Linked DNA regions of Hordeum vulgare: region 1 is linked to region 2. A link is a contact called in public Hi-C data. All regions are on one chromosome and are shown on one strand. The core of a region is the stretch at or near the end of the contact, and the rest is flanking DNA. Distances in the headings are between cores, read along the strand shown. Region 1 has its middle 16 kb from the start of LOC123441852. Region 2 has its middle 220 kb from the start of LOC123444231.

Region 1 (4,891 bases), core at 806-3,305, 330 kb after region 2:
AATTAAATATTGAAAGCAGGAATATTAGCAGTAGCGCTGGAATATTAGCAATAGCGTTGTCTTAGTAGTAGCACTTTTATTTATTCCGGTGCTAGTGCTAACGTAGGTACCCGTAGCGCTTTAATTCTAGTGCTACTACTAACATGTTAGTTGTAGCACGTTAGTAGTAGCGCTGCCCTCAACACTAATGCTAAGGGTAAAACCAGCGCTAGTACTAAGCTTTCTCCTAGTAGTGTTTACTTGAACTTGTGAGGAGGCATGTAGTGGGTGAGTTGGTTAGTGTGTTAAGATCTAAATAGTGAATTCTTGACTTCAATTCTTAGCTTTAGCATGATTTTTTAGGCTATAAAACTACAAGTATGGAAACTACTAGCATTAAGATTTGTTCCAACATCTTTTTCTCCCAAAAATTATCAGGTATGTGATGTGTGAGGTATCAATCTATTCACACAAAACTTAACCGATGATATTTCATCAACGTGCCTCCCTCCATCGGGCCGCCAAATTGACCAAGACCGAGGTACATAAGTTATCACTGATGTGTGAGTTCCTGTGATATTCACATAAAAATTATCGGGTGTATATTTCATCACCTCTCTTCGTCAAAGTTAGCAGGGTCGGGCTGCATAAGTTATCAGGTTACCGATGTATGAGTTACCATGCTATTCATATCAAAGTTACCGGTGGATATTTCATCAACCCCACCTTCATGCCATAGTTATCAAGACTGGGTTATATAAGTTATCAGGTCTGTGATATGCGAGTTACCCTGATATTCACACAAAACTGCCGGGATGTATCCCCATGGTCACCAAAATTACCACGGTGTCATCAACTCTAGATGAGTTGGTAAAAAACAGTCTACTTAAATGCGGAAAAGATTAGACATTGCGTTAACTTTTGTGCACACAAAGAAGAGGGGACCAGTTAAATAGCCTATTTGATTTCGCTTTGTCAAGAAAAAAGGAACATAGATGAGCTGGTTGGCTAGTTGAGTTACCTCATGAGAGGTATAAGGATTGAATCGTCTTGTGTGCACCAATTTTTATATGAGAAAACGAAGAAGAAAATAGACCGGACATACTACGGTTTTCAGTAGAAGTAAATAAAAATTAGTCCCAAAACAAATCGGGGATCACACAAGAGAAACAGATTGAGCGATCGCGAGGTCGTGCGGATGTGTCGGTAAATACCGAATATATGGAAAATAGCAATCTCGTATTTTAAAAATGTGCAAGTTTTGTTAATAATTTGTTCTAGGTACTTTTTTATTTTATTTATAAAAATAATACCAATGCGAGTAATTCATTATAGTACTTTTTTAGAAAACTTTATTTTTTTATCTTGTTTTTATTTTTTATTATTGCCTATTTACAAGAAGAATAAGAATGGAGAGACGGTGGCCATTGAAATTCAATCTATTGGTCCCAATGGATTTGACCGAATGCTCAAACCAATCAGAAGTAAAAAAGGAAAACGCATCGGCCTGTAGCAGCTACGGGCGGGAACTCCTATTCAGCGCTGCAAGCCCCGTTTAACGATCTGCCTAATTTTTTTTGTTCTGTTTTTTTCTGTAAATACAGTGAGAAAAACAACCCGATTTTCTATTTTTGACAAAAATAAAATATGAAAACAAATTGTTTTTACAGATTTAACTAAAAAGTTCATCCATCTCAAAAGAAGTTCATTTCTTTAAAAGTGGTTCATAAATTTTTAAAAAATTCAATGAATTGAAAGATTAGTTCATTCAATTTTATAAAAGTTCATTAAATTTATAAAAAGTTCATTAAACTTGAAAAAAGTTCATCGAAATTCAAAAAAAATATTGAACTGAAAAAAAAGTTCATGTATTTAAAAAAAAATCATTGAACTAAAAAAGTTCATCAATTTTAGAAAATGTTCATCAATTTTATAAAATGTACGTCAAATTTTAAAATAGTTCATCAGCATTCAAAAATGTTCATAGAATTTGTCAAAAAAAGTTCGTCACCCTCCTTTTATATGGGCCGGCCCGTTAAAGACGCTGCAGGCGCCCGTTAACAAAATGCATGTTAACTGGCGCTTGCAGCGCTGAATAGGAAATGCCGCTACGGCATGCGTGTACGTATGGCAAAGAAGCCCACAAAGATAAACAGTCCATCTCTATAATTTTAATAAGACACTCCTGCCTTTCATGTATACCGAACTCCTCTCTCCAACCCTAGAAAGATTTCGCTCCTCTGTATGGGGCGTCTACCGCCGGCCGCCGATCTCGCACACACGCCATCAACAGGAGCCAAGAGATCTGACCGGGACAATGAACGCCATGCAGCCGGTGCTAGCGGTTCGCCCCTCTCTCCTTCCACGTTGTTGATCCCGACGGACGGTCGGCTGGCTAGCAACCGGTTCTACGACCCCCACAACATTGATCAAATACGGAGTAGGTATTATCTCTTTTTTTTTTTTGCAAGACAAATAGGTATTATCTCGTACGACCAGATTATCCAATGAAAGACCCAATTGTTATGTGACACCAGTTTATACAACCTAGTACTCCCTCCGTTCCTAAATATAAGTCTTTCTAGAGATTTCATTAATAGAGTACATACGGATGTATATAGACATAGTTTAGAGTGTAGATTCATTCATTTTACTCCGTATGTAGACTCCTAGTAAAATCTCTTAAAAGGCTTATTTAGGAATGGAGGGAGTAGTATTTGGAGCAATTGAATCGTACTAATTTGATGCGTCTTTTTCTAATTATGTTATGCCTCGAAGATTAAGAGAACAACCAACAGTAATACATTCATTGATTTATAGTTTTATACTCCATATATATACTAATTTATAGTAGTAAGACTCAATCGTATTAATTTTAGTATAAAATTATACTAAAGTCGAGACACTTATTTTAGAACGGAGAAATACATATATATACTAATGAAAAACCCTTCTAGACAAACATACGTTGTCATAGAGAGCATGGCTCATGTGCTTAGCAAACTGCAAATTTATATAAATTAAGATTTATCCATTGGCAAACTTTATTATATGAATGATATTAGCACTTGATATACTGTTGTGGTTTAGGGTCATGTAATAAAAAAATCGCCCCCCCCCCCCCCATGCTTAAATCCTGGCTCTGCCCCTTGTTGTACCTGTGTGTCATCACTAGCAGATGGCCAGCCGTCAGCACATTTAATGTTGTGCCATATCAAGAACAGGCAAACTGTACGTGTATATGAAATGGGGCAAGCACTTGAACACACCAACTTCCATCTCAAGGCGACGATCGCGTGCATCTTCGTCGCCGGCGAGAGGGAGAGAGAGGAGATTTTGGATAGAGGAATGCGGAGACGGCGAGGTAGGTGCCGGGGAACTCCTACCAGCCGCTCCCAAGCACAGGGAGGCATCCAACTGGGCCAACCCATCTTTTTTTTCGTCTAACAAAATCGGATAGTTTCTTTCTTCCCCTCTTTTTTTTGTTGTGTTTATTTCTTTTTTTCCTTATTTGTCTCATTTTTCTTACGATTTTCCTTTTTTATTTTTATATCAAAACGAACAAACGTTGAATTTCTCAATCATTTTTTGAAAACATGAAAAAAAAATAGAGAACAAAAATAGGCAGATTTTTTTTCAAATCACGAACAACTTTGGAAGTGCGGACAGTTTTCTAAACCACGAATATATTTTGAATATCGAGAATAAAATTTTGAAAAGGAGAACAATTTCGAAAAATCTTGAACAAATTTGAAAGCGCGAATAAATTTTTAAAGCATAAACATTTTATGAATTTTGAGAAAAACAATTGAAATCGAGAACAATTTTGGAAAAACATGAACAAATTTGGAAGCGCGGACAATTTTCTAAAACACAAATATTTTTTGAATCTTGAGAACAAAATTTTGAAAAGGAGAATAATTTTGAAAAACCCTGGATAAATTTGAAAACGGGAACAAATTTTCAAAGTACGAACATTTTTTGAATTTTGAGAACAAATTTTAAGATTGAGAACAATTACGAAAAATCTTGAACAAATTTGGAAGCGTGAATAATTTTTTAAAGCACGAACATTTTTTGAATCTTGAGAACAAAATTTTGAAACAAAGAACAACTTTGAAAAATCCCTAACAAATTTGGAAGCATGAACAAAATTTTAAAGCACGAACATTATTTGAATCTTAAGAACAAAATTTTGAAAAACAGAGAACAATTTTGAAAAACTCCTAATCAATTTGGAAGCACGAACAAATTTTTAAAGCACGACCATTTTTTGAATTTTGAGAACAAATTTTGAAACAAGAACAATTTTGAAAAATCTTGAACAATTTTTTAAAGTATGAACATTTCTTGAATATGAAGAACAAATTTTGAAACTGAGATCAAATTTGAATCTTAAGTACAAAATTTGAACCAGTTTTCAATTTGTGAACAAATGCTGAAAAAAGAGAAACATTTTCCATAAAATAGGAACATTTTTTAAAATGTGAAAACAAGAATATTTTTTGAAAACTGTGACCAATTTTTGCAAGAAGAACATTTTTTGAAAAATCATGCAGTTTTTTGAATACGAGAGCAATATTTGAAACACGAACCTTTTTGAAAATATGAATACATTTTGGAACAAAGAAGATTTTTTGAAGCACAAACATTTTAATATATATTGTGAAGCAAATTTTGAACACGAGAACATTTTTTGAAATTCAAAAAACTATATTAGAAAATGTAAAACAAAAAATAGGAAAAGGAAAAAAGGAACAAAATTGAAGGAAATAATGAATACTGAAGCAATAACTTTTTCAGAAAAATCATGAACATTTGTTTGAAAATGTCAATCATATTTTCAAATCACGAACATTTTTTGATTTTATCAATATTTTTGAAAAACAGAAATTATTAACAATTAAGAACA
Region 2 (5,564 bases), core at 2,169-4,668:
GAATGGACTTCTCACCAGGTTGTGATAGGTCAGCACATAGGAACACTTCAGAATAGGGTCTGGTCCCAAACCACTACAAGATTCCCTCTGCGTCAACCCGACATTGCCATTTAATCCCCCCAAGTGCCGACGACAACACCGTTCATGAAGGGGGTCACACTCCGGAGTCGCGCGCCAGTTGTTTGTACCTCCCACCACAATCTTAGAAACAATCAGATGGATGTAGATAAACAATTTTTCAAAAAGACAAAAAAGGGTGTTGTTTGTAAATATGAAGCAAACATGATTTTAGTTGGTTCAAATTCGAAAACATAGTATAACAACAGAATCCTTTCAAGATTCTGATTAAAAGCCATATAAAATTCGTCAAAATCGATGCAAGTATGAATTACTTGTGATTTTAGCAAAGTATAAGGGCCTATACAGAAAAGTCCATGAGGTCACATTTATAACATACTCGAAAACAAAAACAAGGTTGATATTCATAATCTATGAAAAAATATACCATAAATCAATAATAATTTAAGTACATTTAAGTTTGAATAAGTCTGATTTAAGTTAATAAAAATTTCACTTTAAAAATAAAAAGGATTTAAAATAATAATAATAAAAAATCTAAGCCGACGCACACTGTGAGGGCCGTCAACATAGATTTGACGGCGTGAGCCCGCCGTCTATCCTCGAGCGCCAGGGTCACATTTATGCCGACAAGGGACTTATGCCTATGGTTGTCGTCGACGTAGATGGAACCGATGGTCGACCTATGCCTACGGTTGTCGTCGGCATAGATGGAAGTGTGTCGATGGCTTTTCCACGCTGTTGGCATAGCTCCATCTATGCTAACGGCCCGACAAAAGGCCATCGACATATTGGTTTATTTCGTTAGTGTCTCAAGCTACATTGAAATTTTAAAATATTGAACAACCTATATATATATACTCATGAAAACATAATCATGTCTCTTTGTTATTAGCAACCATGTGTCCTGCCGTCTGTTTCTTTTCTCACAGAGAATGAGTGTCACTACAGAAATCAGGAAATTTATCGTCAGGCAGCTACAAGTCTTGTGACGACAAATACATGATTACTAACGACAAAGATTTTGCCATTAGCCCCTGATGACAAAGCATATCGCCATACACCAAGTCGGCAAAGGGGTATTTTGCCGCCAGTCTTTGATCGACAGACGACAAAGATTTTACCGGCAGTTAATTCATTTTGTCGTCGGCGGAAAAAGGCACACGACAAAAAAACTAGTAGACGGAACATCATGGCTGACACACGACGTTAGTTATTTTGCTGTCAACCTCTTTGGAAAGCAGACGGCAAAGCCTCTTCCCTATGCCGTCAACACTTCTATAAAGTAGACAACAAAAATTATATTAATAAAACTAAAACAACAATCCAAGTGTAGAGGCATTGAACGAACGACGATGAACACCACATTATTCATCTCATCAACGGTTGTTCCAAGAATCGACAGCGAAACAATAAATTTCACAATATAAAACTCGTCTATTTCACAAAATGAACAAATTACACACAGATCATATTACACACACAATATATCACACACGAACGGAGCTTGAACAAATTACACGTGAGCAGAAGCATAAACGAGAAGCTTAAGTCGTCCACCGCGCTGGAGCTCGGGCACTGGATTTGGTCGCAACCCCGGATCCATCGATGCTTTGAGGGACGTAGGACGCCACTCCTCGAGGTTGGTGCTGGGGCCGGTGGCCGGCGGGTGCGACGGGAGAAGGGGTCGGTAGGCTGCGTGTGCGACGGGAGACGGGACACGAGGCAAGTGGTCGTCGACGGGAGACGGGCGAACGGGGTGAGGGCCGGCGGGCAAGGTAGCGACCGGCAGGGGCGATAGCAGACGGGGTTGGGGCCTGCGGCCAGCGGGGCAACATGGGATGAGGCGGGGCCGGTCCGATGACCGGCTGGGGTGACGGGTCGCTGAGCCGGCGTGGGGGAAGCGCCTGGAGCCGGCAGCAAAGAGGGAAGGGCAGGCGGCGCCGGGCACGAAAAATGAGAGGGGCTGAAGATGTCGGGCGAGGCCAGGGCCGTCTGGCGAGGTGGTGCGGGCGAGTCCTAGGCCGGTGGGCGAGGTGGTGGGGTGAGGCCATGGCCGCGAGAGAGGTGGTGGGAGCGAGGCTAGGGTCGACGAGAGAGGTGGCGGCCAAACTGCGAGGTGGTGGCGAGGCGGCTCGGTTGGAGGTGTGGATCAAAAGGAGAAAGAGGAAAGAGAGAGAACGTGGGGTGAAGGTTTGTGTAGGGTGGGGGCCAGGACAAGGAAGAGAGAGAGAGAGCAGTAGGGTGGGTTAGAGTCACATGGCACGTGAACGTGGGATGAGTCACACGACGCGGTGTGGGATGAGTGCGTAGGAGATGTGCGAACCAAATCTTGCCATGACATCGATTCATTTGATGGATCCGTAAGATATTTTTTTGTTCGTCGTCTCTTTTTAAAACAAAGACGGCAAAGTATGTATTTGCCATCTGTAATAAAACGCACACGGCAAAAAGAGCTCTTTACCCTGAGTCAAGTTAGATGACTCATGGTAAAATGTCCGACCCATTTAGTGTTTGTCAAACGGACACATGTCACCACTTTTGCCGTCAGCTTCACACAATGCAGACGACAAATATCCATCTTTATCGTTACTTGGCAGATCTCATGACGGCAAACTATCCTTTATCGTCAGTCGTAGCTAGGTTAACGTGTGCTTTTGGCAATGTTTGCCTACAGTAAGTTTTTGCCGTTAGTGCAAAATATTCTGTCGTTTGTCCAGATAATAAGATTGACGGCAAAGCACTCAGGCAAAATAATTGATTCGTGTAGAGTGTGTAGTGTAGACAATTGTGTGTGTTGTTGTATGCTTGGCCTGGTTTAGCACGAGTCAGCACTGTTTTACCAGATTGCTACTGTAGAGTGTACGACCGTACAGTACACTGTAGATGCCTTGCTATCAGGATACCGACCCAGCTTTTGTACTCTGATGGATAAATGATGCTCCGCTGGCAGTTAAGGTAGTCGATCGCGATGGATGATAATTTCAGCACGCGTTGTTTTCCTTGTCATTGCCATATCTGATTCTCTTGACTGGTTCTTCTATGTTGTTTTCGTTCTCTGTAATAGTAGACGATAAGTAGTCTGTTTTGGTTGGTAATCAACTCTTCTTGTTGCATTATATATATGTCCACCATTTATTATTGCAGTTCCCGAACAACCCAGACCGATCCGTCGTCCCTGCGTTTTTAATTCGCAGTTTTCGATCTCGCCCGGCGCCAGCAGATTCATCGCCTCCTCCGCGCCGTCAGTAGCGGTCATCAGTGGGCGCCTGAGCCTGACGCCAACGCTAGCCCATAAACGCCCACGATTGGTCACGCACTCAGTCGGTTCGCCGTAACCGATCGATCGGGAGACGGCCGATGGCAACTGCGCAGAGCCTGGGCTGCGCACACGCGTACGCGCCCGGGTCGACCCGATCCATCGGCGCCACCGGCGGGCGACGTCTCGGTCGGCGTTCGTACTTCGTACGCGCTGAAGCCGAGCTCCGTTGATGTGCATGTCATGGGTGGATGGAGCGGCCAGCTAGCCATGGCTACTGCCGTTCACACAGTGCTTGAGGATAAAATCTCGCGGGAAACTGTACCACCGCATGACGCGAACCGGCCGATCTATTATTCCATGACACTTGCGAGCTGCATAGGAGGCACAAGTGGTGGTTCGCTGTCTATTTTCGGGCGAGAGAAATGGTGCAATGAACAGCGCGGCTAGACATGGACATCAGTAGCTCACCTAAGACTACTACGTACTACTAGCTTGTACGTACATGGATTACATTAGTGTTGAGCACTGCTTAGTTCGCTGTCTGGTTCCTCTGACGCATATGTTTTGGGTTACTAAACTGCGACAACCCTGATTGTCCGCGCTCAGCTAGGCTGATCGTCGTAGTTGTAGCTAGTGGGGGTACGGTGGTTGTTAGGTGCGTGAGATCCATCGGCATGCATAAACAAATTAATTCCTGGTCATTTCTGGCTGCGTACAACACTATTGCAACATGGAAATTGTTTGCGGGGAGGAAAATCTTGTTAAGGAGGGTCTTGGAGGTAAGCAACGTGGAATTTCCGAAGGCTGCTGCTTGAAACCACTTGCATGGTTCTGCGTCAATACGAGGATTGCTACAATCATGGATGGAGAAGGTACGAGTATTGTATATATATACTACTTTTCCTGTATCTGAATAATTATAGTTAGGAAGAACTAGGAGTACATCTCTACGTATTTTTGCCATCGATGGATCACTAGTTTGTTGCACCAACTAATGGTTTTTGTTAACGCTATCTACGAGGAGGTTTGGCGTAACGGACAGAATCATTGAGCCTATTACTCCAACCAAATGGAACGGTCCGAACTACAGAAAGCGAAGAAGGGTTTAATGGTGCATGGTCCATTGCACCTATCGAGCTGCAAATCTCGGTCATTTATGCTCGTTGATCCTACGATCGTTACTCGTCAGTAGGGCACATCCATTCCACAAGCACCGTGCATGTGGTCTTGTTTCATAATTCACCTGGGTTGATCATTGCTATGTTTTACGTCTCTTGAGAGACGAGACGATTCACCTAGTTCAAAACCTACTTTTTTTCAAAAAAAAAAGGTCCCTATCTCTACACCAACAGATACTACAATCATCTTTATTTTAGACTATCAACCCATGTAAAAGATGAAAATAAAATACCGTAAAGGAGTTTACTTACTGTGCATTATGATCTCGCTATCGTTGGATGAGGATCACACGAATTCTTTTCTCGCTGCTTCGTGCACGCACGCTTTGTTGCTTCTTTCGCTCCTCCATGAAACTTCAATTACTCATATATATAGGCAACAGAATAGGGTTAGCAATTCTTTAGCAAACTTTGCTCGCTCTAAAGCTAGGACTATTACTTGGTTAGGCTCTGGTCCTACAGAGGTTTTAGAACTGAATGCCTCTGATTATAACCCTGGTGTGCTGTGAGTATTGAAGTGTTTTACCCGTAAAAAAAAAGAATAAGCCACCTTTCCAAGAAAAATAACAATTGCGATATCCATTGTGTGGGACTCGATTCCAGGTCCCCTAGAGAGGAGGAGCATACCGCTCACCAACTCACTATTGAGTAAATAGGCAATTTTCCGAGTATATTAATTCACGAGATAATAACTAGCATGACATTGACTAAAGTAATGATATACTGATCATGAACTAACCTAGCACATACTACGTATATAGTTAATGTATCTATGCATGCAAATAGTACTGCTAGGATAAATACGAACATGAGGATAAACGAGTTATACCCTTCAATAGGCTAGTTGGCCGTAGCAGCAGCGTTGGCGTTGGACGCGGCCGTAGCACTAACATCCTTTGCCCTCTTCTTCTCAGCTTCAAGGGCAAGACGATTGGGCTCGAATGGTGAAGACATGGCGATGACGAGGGCGACGCGGACGTAGACGAAGCAGACGGACGGAGGCGAGCAGTCGCCTGATCGCTCCCCAAAAACCTAATCGCCCCTCT

The links. Hi-C and Micro-C count contacts between places; a contact is called where the count stands out from the background.
Region 1: a contact with region 2 is called in a Hi-C map of leaf, with 3 times the contacts expected there. The contact joins two enhancer-like sites. A contact is called at or near these places in 2 of 6 Hi-C or Micro-C datasets (leaf and seedling).

The regions. Positions count from the first base shown.
Region 1 is chr3H:457,023,071-457,027,961 of MorexV3_pseudomolecules_assembly, forward strand. No RefSeq gene overlaps it. Among protein-coding and RNA genes, the nearest start is that of LOC123441852, 16 kb to the right of the region's middle. Within about 2 kb of position 2,056, at least 2 of the 3 cell types and tissues checked have open chromatin away from gene starts, as enhancers often do. A contact at or near this core is called in leaf, where this site is marked.
Region 2 is chr3H:456,694,528-456,700,091 of MorexV3_pseudomolecules_assembly, forward strand. No RefSeq gene overlaps it. Among protein-coding and RNA genes, the nearest start is that of LOC123444231, 220 kb to the left of the region's middle. Within about 2 kb of position 3,419, at least 1 of the 3 cell types and tissues checked has open chromatin away from gene starts, as enhancers often do. A contact at or near this core is called in leaf, where this site is marked.